Linked DNA regions of Mus musculus: all the other regions are linked to region 1. A link is a contact called in public promoter capture Hi-C data. All regions are on one chromosome and are shown on one strand. The core of a region is the stretch at or near the end of the contact, and the rest is flanking DNA. Distances in the headings are between cores, read along the strand shown. Region 1 holds the start of Fez2 (fasciculation and elongation protein zeta 2 (zygin II)). Region 2 holds the start of Rasgrp3 (RAS, guanyl releasing protein 3). Region 3 overlaps Fam98a (family with sequence similarity 98, member A).

Evidence for each region. Promoter capture Hi-C pulls out the DNA fragments that hold promoters and counts their contacts.
Region 2: a contact with region 1 is called in a promoter capture Hi-C map of pre-B cells. The contact joins the promoter of Rasgrp3 here to the promoter of Fez2 in region 1. A contact is called at or near these places in 4 of 39 promoter capture datasets (the 3T3-L1 cell line, cranial neural crest, hippocampal neurons and 1 more).
Region 3: a contact with region 1 is called in a promoter capture Hi-C map of liver, with 6 times the contacts expected there. The contact joins the enhancer-like site here to the promoter of Fez2 in region 1. A contact is called at or near these places in 9 of 39 promoter capture datasets (the 3T3-L1 cell line, the C10 cell line, cranial neural crest and 4 more) and 1 of 115 datasets of contacts at active chromatin or transcription factors (stem cell-derived neural progenitor cells).

Annotation. Positions count from the first base shown.
Region 1 is chr17:78,416,533-78,419,925 of GRCm38.p6, forward strand. It overlaps Fez2 (fasciculation and elongation protein zeta 2 (zygin II)), which reads right to left and starts at 1,620. Exons shown (of 8, transcript NM_199448.3): 1 at 1,301-1,620. The coding sequence starts at 1,551.
Region 2 is chr17:75,434,149-75,437,541 of GRCm38.p6, forward strand. It overlaps Rasgrp3 (RAS, guanyl releasing protein 3), which reads left to right and starts at 1,757. Exons shown (of 17, transcript NM_001166493.1): 1 at 1,757-2,020.
Region 3 is chr17:75,537,639-75,541,031 of GRCm38.p6, forward strand. Fam98a (family with sequence similarity 98, member A) reads right to left here. Exons shown (of 8, transcript NM_133747.2): 5 at 2,473-2,553; 6 at 1,763-1,879; 7 at 1,309-1,476; 8 at 1-1,223. The coding sequence ends at 564. Among named protein-coding and RNA genes, the nearest start is that of Fam98a, 13 kb to the right of the region's middle. Within about 2 kb of position 1,658, at least 25 of the 459 cell types and tissues checked have an H3K27ac peak or open chromatin away from gene starts, as enhancers often do. A contact at or near this core is called in liver, where this site is marked.

The DNA of each region.
Region 1 (3,393 bases), core at 370-2,869:
CTCTGCTCTCTCTTGGTAAATTTCCTAATTCCTTGAGAAATTAAAACTCTTTAATGCCATGAATCTTATCATAGTTCAAGAATTCCTCCCATGGTTTTGGTGCCTAAAGATACCGGGCATCAAGCAAGACCAATGACCCCGGAGACCTGGGATCTGTAAAAAAAAAAAAAAAAAAAAAAGAGAGAGAGAGAGAGAGAGAGAGAGAGAGAGAAGCTGACTGTACAAGTGGTCTGACTCCAAGGATGCGTCTGACAGGCTTGCTTTACCCGTCCACAATCACACAAGTACTCACACAAAATTATTAAGATGTAATAAAAAATGCTGTTGTTTCAATTCTCCTCACTAACATGTAGTGTCTCCGGCCACCATTGTGTTCCCAATGTTCTGGAAACGGGTCCTACCCATCACCTTCCAAGAGGGCCAGTACTCTTAGGGTCTCCACTCACCCTGCAAACAAAACACTCGAGCTCACTGGCTCGCACCATTCTTTTGGCTAGATTTTCACGAAAAGATGCGGTACATAATTACAACTCTCGTGTAAACAAACAATAATTGGGTTTAAAAGTGTCTGAATAAAGCGCTTTCATCAACCCCTGTGAATGTCATCACACTGAAGCTAATCACAGAGAAAACGGGAGCCATTGCTGCTGTGCACTGGTCTTCTGGATACACTATTAGATATCATTAGTAAGGGCTACCATTTACTTTTTGCCTCTGTGACAGTTTGTTCTTGTGGGCCCAAGAGACTTCTATAACTTCAATGGTAACTCACACCTCTGCACTCTGCCTAACTCCCAGATCTCCATCAAGGATTCAGTTAGCGGCTATAAAGTCTTCATTCGGACATCCCCTTTGAAATCTCCCGTATCCGGTACAAATACCTATCAAAGTACTCATTACACTCGGAAAACATGTGCTTAACCAACCTATGTCCCATCCCACTTTGTGTCCTACTTGAGAGGAGCAATGCCCACTTCGGCATCCCCAGTGCCAGGCCCCATGACAGGGGCTTTAAGAAAAGCGAGTTGAATGAATGAACTGAGCCACACGTGCCCCAGGAGGCAGGGTCTCCACAAGGAAGCACACAGGGGTCTGCAGGAGGGTTCAAGGGGAAGGAAGGCAGGGCAACAGCGGGCATTTAAACTCCAGGGCCAGGCCGGCAGCCCCGGGGCGGGGCTCAGAGCGACCGAGGAAGAAGGAGGGCGCGGGGCGGGGCCTGTGGGGACTCCCGGCTGCGGCGGGGGCAGGGCGAGGTTGGGGCCGCTCCCGCCCGCCCGCCCGCTCCGGGGCCCGCACTCACTCGTCCCCTTGCAGGAGGCTGCACTCCGTGATGGGCCGCACGGCCGCCCGTGGGGGCTCGGCCTCCGACGTGGGGCGGAAGCACAGGCTCAGCTTCTCCTCCAGGCTGGAAGCCAGCGCCGGGAAGCTGTCGCCGCCCGCGTGTGCCCCCGCGCCAGCCTCCGGGCTCGCGTTACAGTTCTCCTGTTCCTGGACACTCCCGGCCGGCTCCTGGAACTCATAGAAATCCTGCCAGTCCCCGTCAGCCGCCATCGCGCCCGCTGCCGGCGCCCCGCCCCGGTCAGACAGCCACGCCCTGTCGCTTCCAGGCCACGCCCCAACGGTGCCCGCCCACTTGAGGCCACGCCCCTTGTCCTCCAGCTCTTGGTTGAGCGGAGACCCAAGCTGACTTTAAAGTCTTCCCTTCCTGAGTCTTCTGGAAGACCTTAACCGAGTTGAGTCACTTCCGATGTTCTTGAGCATTTAGAAACAACTTCCCTCAGTGTCCCTGTCTAAAAGTGGCTAAAAGGAAGACTTCTTTAAACCTACTTACTGTCAGATTTTTGCCCCATAGGAACATTTCTAACACTCCATCTAGATTGACAAGATTTACTGGGAAATGTTTGCTTGGTACCAAAATCCATTCCACAAATACATCTCTCCCATGTGCAAAACGCATGCTTGCTAATAATTATGTGAGTGAATATGCTCAAAGTACTTAGAAAATGCCTCAACAATAAATACTCACCTGCTTGCTATGCATGGTCACTTCTTCATTACTGTAGCCCGACCTTTAAAATTTAATGAAAATTAAATCTTGTAAAAGCATGGCTGAGGTATGGAAAGCTTTCTTTTCATAGACCTAGCTTCTTATTTGTTTGTTTATTTGCAAAATAAAATTATCCATGAAGGTAAAGAGCAGTGATTGTTGTATGCCATATACACTGTACCCTGAAGATGGCTAGGATTATAGTTTTATCACATGCATTTAACTACAACAAAAATCAAGGAAAGTAGGCAGATGCAGTAAATGCCCAATAATAGACAGAATCATTATTCCTTCAAATGTGTCATTCAGGTGGGTGAAACATCTTTCAATAATATATTATAAAATGTTATAAAACAGAGGAGCAATGCAGCTGGGGAAGAGGGGGAAGGGGGTAACTGGGAGGAGTTGAGGGAGGGGGAACTGCAGTCAAAGGGATTGTATGAGAGAAAAGTACATTTTAAAAGGGAATATATATGTATATATATATATATATACATATATAGTGTCTACTCAGGAATTGTATAAAAATTTATTGGGCAACTCAATCCAGTGAGCTCGTTTTATATATAATTAAATACAAAATGCCCAATGAATTTCCTTGCAAACAATACCTGCCCCTCCTTGGGTAAAAGGAAGTGTTAAGTGGTAGAATGTAAGAAGACATTCAACAGGAGACCCATTTCTGCCATGTTGTGGTACCATGCTCTTCCACCCAGCCTTTCTCTAGACTCTTTGACTCAGCCTTTCTTAGAAACTACCCAGTTTCAAGTTTCTGTTCCCTCGCCCCTTCACTCAGTATGTCCTGTCAGCACTTCTTCTCCTTCCTGACAGGCTGCTCCCTTCAGCTAACTTCTAGCTTGAACCAAAGCACCAGCTTCGGGTTTACACAGTCCATCACCAGGGGCCCCCTGAGGAGGAAGCCGGCCTCCTTTATCACTCCATAGAGCCTAATTTTGTACGTTGGCTTCACTCAAACTTATCTACTTTATACCTATTTTACTTCCTACCAGCTCCTAGAGACCTTTATGAAAATGATCATGTGTGAAGGAGTTTCCTCACTTGATAGATTAAGAAAGGTTAGTTTGTACATGTGCCAGTGGTAGTTAAAGAAAATTAGGCCATGAATTTAGGGGCCGGGGGAGCTGAGAGGGAAAAGATTTTTGTAAAGTTTTAACTTAAACTAAATTTTGAAAGAAAGAAAAGTTATCTGAGAAAAACAATTTCAAGCACTTATATTCAAAACTAGAGAAGATGGAAAACCAGCTTTAGGATGCGTTAAATAATGTGTCACACAAATGCTGACAATGGCAACATCTCAGCCGTACAGTGCAGTGCAGTCAAATTCC
Region 2 (3,393 bases), core at 507-3,006, 3.0 Mb before region 1:
GTGTGTGTGTGTATGTGTGTGTGCTTGAAACTAAATTGTTTTCCCATCCCTAACTTACTCCCCAATCTGCAGAATAAACTAGATCTCATTACCTTGTTGGAGTATGTGGAGTGAACTTGAGGGTGAGGACTGCCCACAGAAGAATGCAGTCCAGAGTTGGAGAGCTGGCCCAGTGGTTAAGAGCTCATCTGGCTCTTGCAGGGGACCTGGATTTAGTTCCTAGCACCCATGTCAGACATCTCACAACAGCTAATAACGCTAGTTCCATTGGATTTGACATCTCTAGTATCCAGTGGCATTAGAACTCATGGGTGTGCCCCCCACACACACGTAATTAGAAGTAAAACAAATCTTTAAAAAATAATACAGACCAGTTTATACTTCTACTTACTATTACACAAATGGTTGTTTCTCTACATATCAGTATCAGAAGTTAGCAAAAGTTTTAGCTGCTCGTCTGTTATGTGGGAAAAAATGCTATTATTTTGGGGTTTGCTTGCATTGTCAATAATATGAGGGAATTTGGATTGCAAGAATGCAGAAAAGCTATGTCTGTTTTTCCCATTCATATTAGATTCAGAAGGTATATTCCTTTTTTCTTTTCTTTCTTTCTTTCTTTCTTTTTCTTTCTTTTTTTTGGTATTTTGACTCAAGAAATTCTCTACTTTTTCTCTTAAAGACTTTTATAATTCCTCTGCATGTGTGTGTGAACACACACACACACACACACACACACACACACACACACTGGAGGGGTCACTTTGTAGAGGCCAGAGGAGGGTGTTGGCACTCTCAGAATTGGAGTTACAGGCATTTGTGGGATGCTGGGCTTATTCTATGGGTACTGGAAAACACTTTCTAGCCCCTAGGGTTGCTAGCAAGTGCTTGTAACCTGCTGAGTCAGCTTTCCAGCCTCAACATATTTTTAAATGAAAGGAGAGAATGAGTCTGACATGGTGCTCACTTTGTAATCCTAGTATTTGAGCGGTGAGGCAAGAGGATCACGAGTTTGAGCCTAGCTTGGGCTGTGTAGTAAGGCATCGTCTAAACTGTCTGAGGAAAGGAAAGGAAGGGAAGGGAAGGGAAAGGAAAGGAAAGGAAAGGAAAGGAAAGGAAAGGAAAGGAAAGGAAAGGAAAGGAAAGGAAAGGAAAGAAAAAAATAAGACAGAAAGCAAAAGAACAGAACAGAACCAGGTCTTCCTCCTGGTATTCAGGCACCCCCCCCCCACTCCCACAAATTTGTCTTTCAGGAAATGAAGGATGCAGTGTGAATCTGCTCGTGGTAGTTTACACAGAAAATGCTATTATTTCTGAATTCAAGCTTCGCTGGTGGGAAGTGACAACTTCTAGTCAAGTAGAGACTGAGGGACCAGTTAAGTCACAACTCAATGGCTCACACTAAAGTTGAATTATTTAGGTTAAATTTTCTTCAGTGTGTTTACCAGTGCAGACTTGGAAGGAACACACACACACACTCATACATGCATATGTGTGCACATGCACACGTGCGCACACACACATGCACACTGTACACACACACACACACACACACCTAACACACACACCTCTGACTGCCTTTTGAAATCAAATACATTTCCTGCCTCCTCTTTCCTCGGTACTCACAGCAGCAGCTTATTTATAGCACAGGAAAGGGGAAAAAAACAGCGCTCCACTGGAGGCCGGAAAACTAAGTAGGGAAAGAATAGGAGGAAGTGGGCCTGCCATTTAGCCAAACAGCCTTTACTTCATTGAGCTCAAAGCCTAGCCCCTTCAAGGTAGTGGTTTGTTGGGCACGAATAGGCTTGCAAATCTCTTTCTTTCTTTCTTCTTCTTTTTATTATTTTGCTTTTCCTCTTCACTTATGAATTGGACTTGAGCAATGGAGGGGACAACAGCTCTTTCAGGGGGAGCCCAGCCATCTTGAGGGGTTCAGGCACCTTGAAGAGACTTTCAAGAACCTGGTGAAAGGAGGATCCACACCTCTTGTGAACTTCCACTGACTACATGACTGCGGATTCGGGTATGTGTCCCTTTTAAGTTTGCGTCTTGCTATTTCTCACGTTTCCTTGGCTTTGCTTATTGGGCACAGGCAATATTTGTGATCTGAGGGCAGGTCCTACTATAACTGTAACACGAGCTTTGCTTGTGTCTCTGAAGAGTAGCCAGCCGTCAGAGTCAGCAATGGCATCCTGAGCTTCTGGTAGCAAGTGTGTATTTTACGGAAGTTGTTTTCTTGTGGTGACTTCCTTAAATCTCAGCATCATCTATAATCTCCCTGACGGTCATTTTTGAAAACATCTGCCTGACACTATTTGTGCTTTGTGTCAGGCTGGTCAGTAATCTGTCGGTCACTTCTTTGAGGAATACTGGTTTAGAATATACTTAATAACCATGTCTTTAAACACAACCAAACCATTGCTGAAGTTATTTTGCTGAAATTTAAGTTTTGTGTACAGCTGTGAAGATGAAAATTCATCTGGTACAAAGTTTCCTTTCTTAATCAATCATTCTTAAACAATGATGAACTTCTAAAACATAAAGGCAACATCCAAGCCCTGAGCTTTTCCAGAGACAGGAATTATTCATAGCAATTATTTACATCTGAGTTTTTTTCCAAAACCTTTCTGCTGTATAAATTTTGAGGGTCTTGAAAAAATATCCTTGTGCTTAGAAATGGAAAGGTGGGAGGGAAATTAAATAAACCTAAAAGAGTTGATGATGCTCACAAAAACTTGGAAGGCTTCTGGGGACATGCCGAGGGACATCCCTTGGCATTACGTGAATGCTTTTGTTTAAATGATGAGCCTGTGTGCTTCCAGGGCAGATAACCTCCACCTTTGCGTGGTAATGACGCTTGATTGATGTCAGCACAGTGACTGACCAAGAAGTAGGCTCTGCCAGTTGTTGAGAAGGAAACAGGTTGCTTTTCTTTCTGCCTCTCCTTGCATGAGATTTGTGTGTTTAGAGTTTGCAGCAAGAAGATAGCAAAGTTAAAAAAGCAGAACTGTGAGCCCACCAGAACTGGTGCGGAGCCCGGGGCTTCCTTCTAAGTCATGGTGGCTCTCTTTGGCCCTTTTCTCTGCTGAAAGAATTTAAGTGGGTATTTTGTTGTTGTTGTTGTTGTGCTGTTTTATATTGTTTTTCTGACTAGAAATTTGTAAGTCATTCCATGGAAATAGGTTCACAGAGATATTTTTTTAAAAACACAGGAAAAGCATGACTGTTTTGTTTGTACTGTTTTGAAACGCTTTGAAGAGACAAAGGGAAACACAGTGACTCGAGATTTCCGTGAGAGAGCTAAGCAAATCACTCTCCACGTTGGTTTCCCATGGCAGCACGGTATTTCCAAAGTCAGTTCTGAACCCAAGTTGTTCTATTGAGCTACCACACACA
Region 3 (3,393 bases), core at 408-2,907, 2.9 Mb before region 1:
CAAAAGAGCTCATGTAATAGGAACCAACCCAACAGGTCTACCAAAAAGAAAGGTGACAAACATCTCTCTGAATAAAATGCCAATCAGGGCAGAGCTATGCTCGGAGAATAGACATCAGAAGGTAGCTTACGAAAAACATACATGGGTTGTTAATATGAGGAAGGTTTCCCAGCATTAAATATAAAAAAGTCCAGGCAAATCCTCATTTTCAAAACTTGCATATTGAAAATGTGAAAACTATTTTATTCAAGTAATTTCTTCAAAAAAGCATGTATGTTCCAACTGGATTAGTTTACCGGTCAACTAAAGGCAACTTAAATTGCCTTTAAAATTTGTTTTTCATAGAAAGAAGAGATATGTTTCTTAAATAAACAGTGTTATGTAAAACTGTTTAGTAATAAAAAGAGAGAAAGAATTGAATGAAGACCAGCAAATGGTTATCCTAAGCAGGAGTATGCCTGCTACCTGTGGTCTTACATTCATTCCAAATAGATGTTGGATTCAGGATTCTGAAACTAAGTTTCTATTACTTGAGCTCTAGCAAAATGTGAGTTTCTGTAGCCTCAACTAGTATAATGTCTTCCTTGTCCAAATCCAGAATGACTATACTGATAGCCTCCATGTTGGAAGTGCTGTTCAAACTGGCCCCCTTGATGATAAGTCTGGCTCCCTCTTCCTCCCCAGCCTCCTCCCTGGCTTCCACGTCCTCCCCGACCCCCTCGACCACCTCTTCCCCCACGACCACTGCCTCGTTCACCATGGTGCCCACCATCTTGGTATCTATTGTCTTGCTGGTATCCACCGCCCTGGTAGCCACTTCCTGTATATGAAGATGTCTGGAAACCACCATAGCCACCAGCTTGGTAGCCACCACTGTGGCCACCATGATAGCCACCAGGCTGGAAGCCCGAATCTCGATAAGCACCGTCCTGATAACCACCTCCACTTCCACTCCCTCCATCTGTCCAGCCTCCTTGATGTTTATTTCCTCTTCCTCCCCCTCGGCCACCGTGGTCATAGCTACCACGTCCACCTCTCCCTCCTTGTTCATGACCTCCTCGTCCTCCGTATGAGGAATGTTCATAACCACCTCTCCCTCCGCCTCGGCCTCCTGCTTGCTGCTGGGGGCCATCTTGTCTTTTCTGCCACGGTGGCATCTCTGGGGGTGGAGGTTCAATTTCATTAGGTCTGCCGCCTCTGTCAGGCACCCTGCCCATCAGCACCTATGCGATAAGAAAGATAACGTAAACTTCTCATTTTACAGAGAGACTAATGCATGGGAAAGAAAATCAGAAGTACTCTAGTCACCTTATTAATGGCACAGGCAGTCTTTTCTCTTATGGACCCACTGCTTGTCCTTAAAATCTTTGACAAGTCTTGTCTGGCGGCCAGAAGGTGAGCAACAGAGACCTTACCTTTAGGCGACAAGAGTGAGCGCTTCGGCTGGTAAACCTTAGCTAGTTTGTCTGTCTGACTCTGTTGAAACAAAAGTGTTCAAAGACAAATGTTAAAAATTCAGAATGGGGTGTAGAAAACAAACACTACAACTAAAAAGATTAAAGATCTGAGGAGTTTACTGGGTTCCAGGTGGTAGGAAATAGTTTTAAACTCTGTGCAGTTTGCCGTAGTTAAGAATTACCTTGTACAAATACAGCTGCCAGGCTTGTTGACAGAGCAGGCAAGGCAGGCGGGGCTGGGGTCACCTGGAAGCTTTCCTTTCAGGGGTGTAGGGACTGTGTTATAAACAACTACTCCACCGTACCTTAGCTCTGTCAGACCAGCCAAAGGACTGGACGGTGACATCCAAGCGTTTGATTAGCAGCTTCCTCCGGACTTCATATTCATTGGCTATGGCTTGGTTAATGGCTTCTATCTTTTCCTAAAGCACAATTTAAGCAACCAGTTAGGATTTACACATGTGCTTGATCCCCTGTTCTTAAAGAAAAAAACTGACGCTGTCACACGTGACTCCCCAGCATTCCCCACACACGGTCCTTCCCACTGGCTAATATGTGAATGGTTAGTAAAGTGACAGGACAGAAAAGTTAGTCTCAAAACAATAATATATGTAAATAAAGTAAGAATTCTTGGTTAGCTTTCTCATAATTCACTGCATGAAGTTGGCTCAGCTCAGGCAAGGTTGGATCCATCTGGCAATTAGAAAAAAACGCTTCACTCATACCAAACTTCATTTAATAAGTGCATGAAATGTTTACAAATTATGAGTTAAGTGCTTTAAATCACACACAAATAAAATTTATTCTTCATAAATCTGGAGGTTCCCCCAAAATATTCCAAAGATGTCCATGTAGCAAATCACATATCAGAAAATGTAATTTAAATCAGGTGTAATCACAGTACTTGGAAGGCTGAGGCAAGAGGACTGCCAAGAATCTGAGGCCAACCTGGGCTCTGAGTGTTGACATAAAGGATGGCCGCTTAGGAAGTAGCCTCAGGAGGATCACGACTCACCCAGTGGGCTGGTCCCATCGGCTTCTTCAGTAACGGCTTTCCCACATGATTAGGCGGAACTTTTGCTAATGTTTCCTTTAACTGACACAAAAACAAATTAATGAATAAAAAAAAAATCTAAAAGTAATACGTTATCTTCCTCATTACCCAATTCCCATCATATCTTGCCATCAAAAGAAGAATCCTGACAGAGGAAGAGGTGGAAGCAGTTTTGAAACATAAACATAAAGACCCATGAGATAAGACACTGGCTTGGCCCACTCCTCCGTGACTGAGAAGCACGGATCCTTCACTGGCCCTCAACAGGGCCTGACACCAGTGGGCACTAAATGAGCACTAGCTGAATGGATGAATGAACACAGAGACTACGAACTACAGATCCACTGTTGTGCCCCACAGTGTTCACCCCACGGTGAGTGAGTCCGGCAGATATGCAGACAGGAAATAACTTTATATAACAAATACCATTTTCTTTTACTCATCCATTTTTAAATTAAAATGGCTTGTTCCTAATAATTTAATATATACATATATGTATATATATATATATATAAATCAGTATTCTGTTGATAATGTGTGCCATAAAAGTGATTCTATTTTCACACACTAAATTATGTTAGGAGCCAGCAAATTGAGTTTGCTAGTTGGAATATACAAACCCAAAGCAACTGGATTAGAAAACAGGACTTATTAATGTCCTTTTCTGTCCAGTCAGTAGGGGGAAACATAGAAATAATGACAAAAGCTATAAAGATCATCTCAAAGTTCAGTCATTTTATAAAGGACGTAAGAATCTTAGTTATTTTTACATTATATCTAGCTTACTTCAGCTTTTAAACCAAAGTATAAAGTTTCATTTTTGAAAAAGAAACATGTCAGTGTTTAAAAATAACAAAACCAAAAGCCCACTAAAATATTCAT